2 separate regions of the Mus musculus genome follow, and region 1 is linked to region 2. Evidence: chromatin contacts called from public promoter capture Hi-C data. All regions are on one chromosome and are shown on one strand. The core of a region is the stretch at or near the end of the contact, and the rest is flanking DNA. Distances in the headings are between cores, read along the strand shown.

What was found. Capture Hi-C pulls out chosen DNA fragments and counts their contacts.
Region 1: a contact with region 2 is called in a promoter capture Hi-C map of liver, with 3 times the contacts expected there. The contact joins the promoter of Mon2 here to the promoter of Gns in region 2. A contact is called at or near these places in 1 of 39 promoter capture datasets (pre-B cells), 1 of 115 datasets of contacts at active chromatin or transcription factors (fibro-adipogenic progenitors) and 2 of 9 other capture datasets (adipose tissue and liver).

The regions. Positions count from the first base shown.
Region 1 is chr10:123,073,392-123,078,064 of GRCm38.p6, forward strand. Mon2 (MON2 homolog, regulator of endosome to Golgi trafficking) reads right to left here and starts at 3,114. Exons shown (of 36, transcript NM_001163024.1): 1 at 2,461-3,114. The coding sequence starts at 2,571.
Region 2 is chr10:121,363,541-121,367,704 of GRCm38.p6, forward strand. It overlaps Gns (glucosamine (N-acetyl)-6-sulfatase), which reads left to right and starts at 1,550. Exons shown (of 14, transcript NM_029364.4): 1 at 1,550-1,818. The coding sequence starts at 1,651.

The DNA.
Region 1 (4,673 bases), core at 1,864-4,363, 1.7 Mb after region 2:
TCAGATCCCTAATAAAAGGACAGAGAACCCTGCTGTGGCAATACAAGGCATTCTGTCACCAGGTCTTCAGCAGCCACCAATTAACACAGAACAAAAGCTCTGCCATGGGGAACTTCTGATTTAGGCAAAAACTCTGCCACGGCGCCAGATAATAACAGAAAACCTTGAAAGTACACAGCCTGGAACCACTAATTGTTATTTATGCTTTGTGGTGATATCAAGAAAGGGAGATGGGGCCTGCAGGGATGGCTCTGTAGTAGTGGTGCTTATCACCAGGTGTGACAGTGTAAGTCTGCCTGTATGTGGATCTCATGTGCCCGGTGCCAGTGAAGGCCGGATGAGGGCATCCGGTCCTTTTCAATTCGAGTTACAGAGTTTAGAGCACCATATGGGTGCTGGGAATCAACCCAGGTCCTCTGGAAGAACAGCCAGTGCTCTTAACCATTGAGCCATCTGTCAAGCCCCAGGAAGACTCTCACTCAGCAAATCCTTATGGAACATGCAGCATAAACGAGATGGTGTATTAGAGACAATCAGGAGAATGATGCTTGCCATCACTGCAAAGGCTGGAAGCAATTACCAAGTAGCTGTCTAGGCAGTGATCTAGGAGAAACTAAGGAGCTGCCATGAGAGCTCCAGGACTAGGAATGTGGTGAGTTCTAGAACTTTGTAACTTACCTGCTGGAAGAGTGGTTTTTCCCAATAAAAATACCACAGACGATATCAATTAAATTCCAAGGTTAAAGCACAGAAGCCAATAGCACAGAGGAGCCACAGCTCTTAACATGATTCACTAGGACTGGGAACAGCCACAGCTCTATAAATTACTGCTGAAATGACAGTAGGATTTGATGTTTTCTTTTTTCTTTTTTTTTTTCCTTTTTTTTTTTCTTTTTTTTTTTTTTCTTTTTTTTTTTTTTTTTGTTTGTTTTTCGAGACAGGGTTTCTCTGTGTAGCCCTGGCTGTCCTGGAACTCACTTTGTAGACCAGACTGGCGTTGAACTCAGAAATCCACCTGCCTCTGCCTCCCAAGTGCTGGGACTAAAGGTAACTGGAACAAACAGGTAAAAGCAAGGCACTCATGGAAAATTTCAAGATTCCTGACAAGTCTGCATTCTAAACTTTACTAGTCAAGTTCTAATTATAAAACTTCTTACAGTATTCATAAAGATAGTTGTAAGTAGAAAAATATGAACTCACTCTGTAACATTTAATAGCAAGTAGTATGATAAAATTTCAGGTATACTAAGTAAGCTATATTAACTAGGAAATAAAATTAACTATTTTTACATATCTTTGAACTACACTATTTTTAAAGTTTTTTTTTAGATGTATTCATTTTTGTTATATTTGTATGGGTGTTTTGCTTGTAGGTATGCCTGCACACCACATGTGTGCCTGGTGTCTTTGGAGACCAGAAGAAAGAGGTCAGATCCCTTGAAACTGGAATTACACAAGATTGTGAGCCACCATGTAGGTGCTGGGAATTGAACAAGGGACTTCTGGAAGAGCAGCAAGTGCTCTTAACTGCCGAGCCTGACCCCTGAACTACAATAGTTTAAAAATGTGAAAGGGCAGTTTTTAAAATATTTCAACAAAAATGGAATCTTAAAAGAAAAAAGTCAGGCATTAGTGACTAAACTCAATTTTTCAATTCAATATCTGGAAAATTTTATTAGCATACATTGAGCTCCCTGATACTCGTCCTGTGAGCCCCAGTCATCATCACCATCACCACCATCGGTTTTGGAAACAAGGTCTCTTTATGTACCCTGGTTGTCCTGGTGTCCACTCTCTAACTCACAGAGATCCACTCGCATCTGAGTATTGGAGCTAAAAGTTTGGCTACCACACCCGGTCTCCTATACTGGTACCACAATTTTCAGCTATTCTACAGCTGAAAAACAACAACAACAACAACAACAACAACAACAAATTATGCACCCAAGAGGCTATATATACTCAGATATATTTGTTTTGCAAAGCATCCTACTAGAATACTGCTTGTGCAGGGCTTAACATGGTTATCGTAGGCCTTGACCATTTGCTGTAATTTGGGGCTCTAGTTTATCACGACGATTAGATTTTTAGGTGGGCTGAATAACACAGACAAGAAGGAAATGTTCCCACACACTATGCCCACCTAAGTATGGAGAACGGATTCCGCTACAGCGGTGGATACTCATTCTTAGGAGCAATATACCTGACTCGAGTGTCACCAAACCGGCTCACTCATGGAACTTCGCTCCGAAATAAACATAACAAGAGAATGGAAGAAATCAAATCTCCTTGGAACTCTCAAAAGAATTCTACGAACAGCCTTTGCTGGGCAATCACCAAACTTAACTGGCGGAATGAAAATTAGTATAGGTGTTGGGGAATCGAGGAAAGCGGTCTACGAGGACCAGGGAGCGCTCGTGACGTTCCCCCCCCCCGCCCCTGACGTCGCCTGGGACCTACCTCCTTGACAGGTGGGAACTTCTTCTTGCATTCTAGTGACAAGGCCCGCAGGTCGCTCTGCATATTCTCCAGCAGCTTCTTCACAGCCTCGGGGCTGTTGGTGCAGGACATGGTCCCTCCAGGTCACCGCCGATCTGGGACCAGCACTACCAAGCAGGCACTGTCAGCAGCTTGCGCGGCCCGCAGCCAGCCGGCGGCTCCTCAGTCTTCCTTAGCCGGGGCCCAGGGCTCGGCGGGCGGGCGGGCGGGCGGGCGCACGGCCGGAGCCGGGCTGCGTCTCCCGAGGCGTGCCCGAGTTCCCCCCGGGCCGCCCCGCACCGCCGCCGGCCGCTCGCCGAAACCTGCCCGCAGCGGTGCAGCCCCACCAGGCTCCACCGGCGCCGGCTCAGGAGCCCACCAGACGGGCAGGTCCCTCCCGCTGCCGCGGGGCCTGGCCACGGCGGGCGTCACCGGCCGAGCTGGCCACAAGCTTCAGCGATGCCCGCCCCGGGTGCCCAGACCCGCCGACGCCATTAGCCCAGTCGCCCACAATTCCGAGCGCGGCCCGGACACGTCAGCCGCACTTCCGGACTCCGGGCCCCGCCCCCGCCCGGGCCAATCCGGAGGCGAGTCTCTGGAGGGGCGGGGCCGAGCGAGAAGCCCAGAACGAGCTCCAGCTGGGCAGTGCGGACCCCGCCCCCGCCGTCGACGCAGGTGGCCGGCACAGCTGCGCAGGCGCGTCCTGTTTTTTTTGGCTGGCTGGTAACCTGGGGATGATCGGAGGTGTCTCCCTACGTCTGTTTGTGATCCATTCTCTTCTGCTATAAATATTTGCTTTTTTTAAAAAATGAATTTGTCTTGTCCGTCACTTCTGCCTCCTTGATCCCCACCCCCCTGACTTAAAACACAAATCAGCGTCTTGCTCCTACCTCCCCGGCCTGGGGAACCTAAACGACAATCCTGCGGAGTTATCCAAATCGACTGACTTTGGTTTATTTAACTGCGGAGTCGTCCCTGATTTTCCTTATCTGTTAACAAGACTCCTCCTGCTCCCCGCCCCCTCCCCGCCTTCCACCGACAGATCCCTTTTATGTTTTTATTTTGCTTTGTTTTTGTTATCTCCCCGCCCCACCCACCCACCTCCCTGACTGTATACCTAGAACATACTAGGTAATTGACGCTCAAATAAGGAACCAATTCATTAGATCAGAAGTGCCAAATAAATGTAAGGCAAAAACTAACGTGAGCTTTTTCGATGTTCCAGGTGAGTCTATTTTTGCCCAAGACATTTCTCTGTTGTAATAAGCAGGAAGCAGAAATAATTTCAGCGTATTGTTCGGATGAGCAAAGCCAGCCTGTGTGGATTGAAGTTGGAAGAGGAGGAAGCTATGTCTGTGTTAAGCTATGTCTGTGAGACTGATTGGAACGTCTTGATTATGGGAAGATGGAATGTTGCAAGTCTAGAATCTAACTATCTTGGTTATCTTTTGCCCCCAGGTATCCACTTACTGTCATCTCTGTGTTTGACCTAACACCCTTGTCTTTTTTTTTTTTTTTTTTTTTTTTTTTTTTTTTTTTTGGAATGTGCCATCAGATTCCTAACTTCCAATGACTCAAAGGCGATCACTATCAGATAGTCCCTGAGGGGCGTGACAGAAAGTTTCCAGTTTTGCTGTAACTCACCTACCTGATGTTCTCAACCTCTGAGTGGAACTACCCTTTCACAGGGGTGGGTGGCCTAAGACCGTCAGATATTTATGCTATTGTTCATAACAGTAGCAAGATTACAGTTACGAAGTAGTATTGAAGATAATTTTCTGGTTGGGAGTCAGCACAACATGAGGAACTGTGTTAAATGGTGGCAGCGTTAGGAAGGCTGAGAACCCCTGCTCTAATGCATTTGTCAAATGCCTTAAGGGAGTCTTTGCTTTGTTATAAAAACTTTATGAAAATGCTACTGTGTTGGATGGTGGTGTTTGGGGGCAACCTGAATCTGTCTTCCTGAGCCTTGGTCCTTCATGTTGGGCTACAGAACAGATTAGGTCTTACTTTCTTTGAGTTGGGAGCTGTATTTTGAAGTTTTCTGAAATGATCTAATAACTGGGCTACTAACACAGATTCTAACACAATGTTTTGGGTTTATTATAGATAGCTTTGGCACAACTTACTGAAAATAATTTTCTTTCATCTTTGACACCTTTGTAGAGTTGAGGAATTCAAGTTGAAATTTTGTT
Region 2 (4,164 bases), core at 300-2,799:
TGCACGAGGCTGAGTTCCTTGGATCTTATTTTCTCAAAATTTAGACGTTTTGAAGCTATTATTTCATTTAAAAAATTATTTCTTCTTTTTCTAACTCCAGTCCTGTGAGTGGTGGACTACATTGTCGTGTCTCATAGGTCACAGAGATCCTATACATTTTTATTGTATATTATATTAATTGTACAATACTGTATGTTATTATAAACTATCTGCTTTATTTTTAGATGTAAAATAAAAAAAAGAAAAATACTTTTCGAAGGTTCTGTGTCCAGTTGTCTGACAGATGTCTCAGTGGTTAAGAGCACATGGTACTCTTGCAGAGGACCCATGTCAACTCCCAGGAACCCTCGTGGTGCCTCACAACCATTTGTAACTCCAGTCCCAAGGGTCAGACGCTCTCGTTGACTTCCCCAGGAACTAGGCAAGCATAGTACACATACATGCATGCAGACAGACACTCATGCACATAAATCTTTTAAAAAGAAATCGCAAAGGTGTGAGTCCAACACACAATCAACTGGCAAATGGCTGTACCTTCTTTTGTTCTGCATAGAACAGTGCTCACTTGGTATATCGTGCATTGACCTCGCAGGAATCCCTAACAGCAACTTAACTTTTTAGCTAACTTAAAATATTTTTTGAGGTTTCATTCAACAAAGGATGTGTTGCTACTGGTCGTGCACTTCTTTTCTTTTTTAAGATTTATTTATTTATTTATTTATTTATTTATTATAAGTACACTGTAGCTGTCCTCAGACACAGCAGAAGAGGGCATCGGATGTCATTACAGATGGTTGTGAGCCACCATGTGGTTGCTGGGATTTGAACTCAGGACCTCTGGAAGAGCAGCAGTTAGTACTCGTAACCACTGAGCCATGCACTTCTAAGTTTCCAAGAAGGCTTGCAAAAACTCACCAAGTAGGACTGGCCAAGATGCCAAGGCACCTGCCGCCAAGCCTGAGGGCCTGAGTTAGATCCCCTGCACTCACTCCACAGAAAGAAAGCACTGACGCCCGCAAGATGCCCTCCGACCTCCACACACGTGCCGCGGAAGGTGCGTGAGCACGCAAAACCCACAAAAATAAATGTAAATTAAAGTGTGATTAAAACTTGAAACGTTGACCAGAGCTCCTAGCGTCGTAAAGACGTTCCTAAATTGTTTGAAAGTACATGCCAGCCGAGGAAAGTGGAATAACAACAGCTGAGCCAAATGAGAACTTCACCTCGACAGGTGAAAAGTCAAAGGACACAGGCAGAGCTGTCCATTAACCCCAGGACTGGCCGGGACTTTAACCAGCAGCTGATCTTGTGTTCACAGCACGTGCGCTGCTTCACTCTGGAGGGAAGATGAGCGGACTGACTCCTGTCTTCATCTCCGGTGCTCTGTCCTTCCTCCTGCAGCATCAGGAGCAGGCCTAACCAGTGGCGAGGCCAGGCTCCGCGCGGTCCTAGCTCTGTCCAGCCCTGCCCAGCGCCCGGGCTCTCCGCCGCTCCCCAGGCCCCGCCCACGGCCGCCCGTCACGTGACGACGCGCCCCGCCCCCTGCCCCGCCTCACGTGATCTCGCCTAGGGAGAGAAAGCCTGACCCCGTCTCCTGCGCTCACCGGCGTCTCTCCGCAGCTCTCGGTTCCCCCGCGGAGCTTGGCCGCCATGCGGCTCCCTTCGGCAGCCGGGCCCCGGCCGGGCCGTCCCCGCCGCCTGCCGGCGCTGCTGCTGCTGCCGCTGCTGGGAGGCTGCCTGGGGCTCGTGGGGGCGGCTCGCAGGCCCAACGTGCTGCTGCTGCTCACCGACGACCAGGACGCGGAGCTCGGCGGCATGGTAACTCGTGTCCACGCCCTCCCCTTGCCCCTTTGCTGGGCCGCTTGGCCGTGGGTGGCTGTGCGCGGTCACTCCGGGCCCTCCGGGAGCTTGGACGAGTCATGGGACCCGGCTTCCTCCCCCGAGCTCACCCACAGGCTCGCACCGTGCGCACGGTGCCTCCAGCCTGGACCTTACTGCTGCAGTGGACACTCGCCGCTCAGGGCAAACCTGTGGAGGCCAGTGATTGATTAGGGAGATCCGAGGCCACGTCAGCCCTCTTCACGGAGGACCTGGGACGTCGGCATCCGTGCTTCTGTGGTGGCTATAAAAGTGGGTTTGTAGGCTGTCGAGCTGTTATTGACAGAGAGTGTTTTTGCTTAAGAAGCATCAAAACCAAAATCAATTGGCCTAATCGAACAGTTGGCTGAGGCATTACTGTCAGGGCTCCAATTTAGGTCTAATGGGTGTTAGTCATGAAGACTGCATTTCCTTCCCAGTCACTTCTGCTCTTTCGAGGTTCCGGAATTTGACCTTTGGGAACATGAACGCCAATCTCCATCCATTGGTGCTCTAGGGATTTGCCCAAAGCACTGAGCGGGAGGAGGCAGATTAGGACCAACCCTCCAATGGTATTCCGTCCTGGGTCAGCATTGCTCTCACTAAAAAGGAAAAAGAAACAAGTCGAGACTCTCTCCCTCTTTCGGTTCTCCTTCTGCTTTCAGCTGATTGCGGTAGCTGTGAAACCTCTAAGCAGGAGGGTCCTACTTTTTCCTGTGTGGTCATTAACCCTGGCTCAATGTCCTTCAAGTTGCTGGTCCCAGCTGATCAGTGAGTTGTGAAATGAGTCTAGTGAGCCAACATTTTGGTTTTCCACGTGTCACATGTGATAATGGTTAGCAGAGCCTGTGTATTTCTGGGCTGGGCAGTAACACTTTGCCTTCCGCGAACTGTCTTTTTCTAGATGGTGTTCTGTTACCAATCCCCTTGGCCCTTCTCTATATCTACATAGATCCCATTCATCGCCTTGTTGCTGTTGTGGTATCCCCTGAGCCATAAGGATGTTGAATCTCTTCTCCCCTCCCACCCTGCTGGAGGGCCTGCTAAGCCAGTTCTCTCTCAGAGCGAGCCCCCACCCCCTGTACCAAAAGTCTTGACTTAATTCCCTCTTAGGTTTTATTATCCCTCCCTCCAACAGTTCCCATAGCTCTCTTCTCTTTCTTTCTCTTTCTCTTTGCTTTATTTCGTTTGTTTGGTTGTGTTTTGTTTCGTTTTGAGACAGGGTCTCACTGTATAGCCGCGGCTAGCCTTGAACTCACAGAGATCCATCTTCTGTTTCACCGGTGCTGGGATTTCAAAAAAAAAAAAGTATTTTGTTCAGGAAAAAAAAAAAAATGCTGTCTCTCCCAGAGTACTCAACAGGTCAGCCTTAATACTGCTGTTGGAAACAAAATCCACTACTTACATATAAGGTGCCCCAGCTTAGTGACTGTCACTTAGCACAGCTGTTGTCTGTGTATAGTCGAGGTCTTTCACTTTGTGTTAATGGTACTTGCCTCTAGAACTTTCTCTTTTTCTGTTTGCTTCTTTATACCAGTAGGATGTGTGTATAGGGGGAGCGTATGTGCACACAGTGGCCTGAATAGAGTGGAGGTTAGAAGACGGCGTCCCCCCTTCTCCACGAGTGTCCTGGGAGCTTAAACTCCTCAGGCTTGGCAGAGGTTTGCATGTACCCTTGAGTCACCTCGATGGCCCTGGGCTCTTTTTTTAAAATATATATAAAGTATTTGTAGTAGCCAGAGAAACCAAAACAAAAGAAGCTTGCAGCTTCCCACACATGTTCTGTCAACAACATGGGTTCCTTCCCTGGATCGTACAAGTGCCGTGGACGCTAAATAAATGAGGAAATGGTGTTTGCTTGTTTTAAAGCTGCAGCCCCTAGCACTTCAGGGAATTCTGACTTTTCTGGTGGCCCCTTGTGGAGTCGTGACACTGACTGTCAAATAGGATAGCAGAGTGACGAGCTGAGCCGGGGTGATGTTTAAGAACTTCCTCCGTGCCGGGCAGAGGGTGAGGTGTCTCCTGTTCGTATTTCTAACATCACGGAAGCTGCCTGTGGCAGACAGCTGAGGGGCAACAGGTTTCTCTGCTTTGCGAAAACACCGTGGTAGCCCCGTCTCACCACATGTTGCCTCAAGGCCACAGGGGCGCTTTGCACTGAGTCTTCAGTGGCATTCTGGAATGTCGTCAGTGGGGTTCACCCACGGTACTTAATTTATGAATAAAGCCTTATGTATAGTGTCTCTACCAGAGAGAGGAATTGTGTTTCAGATTGACACAATAGCAGGCAAGGTAAGGAATGGGGAC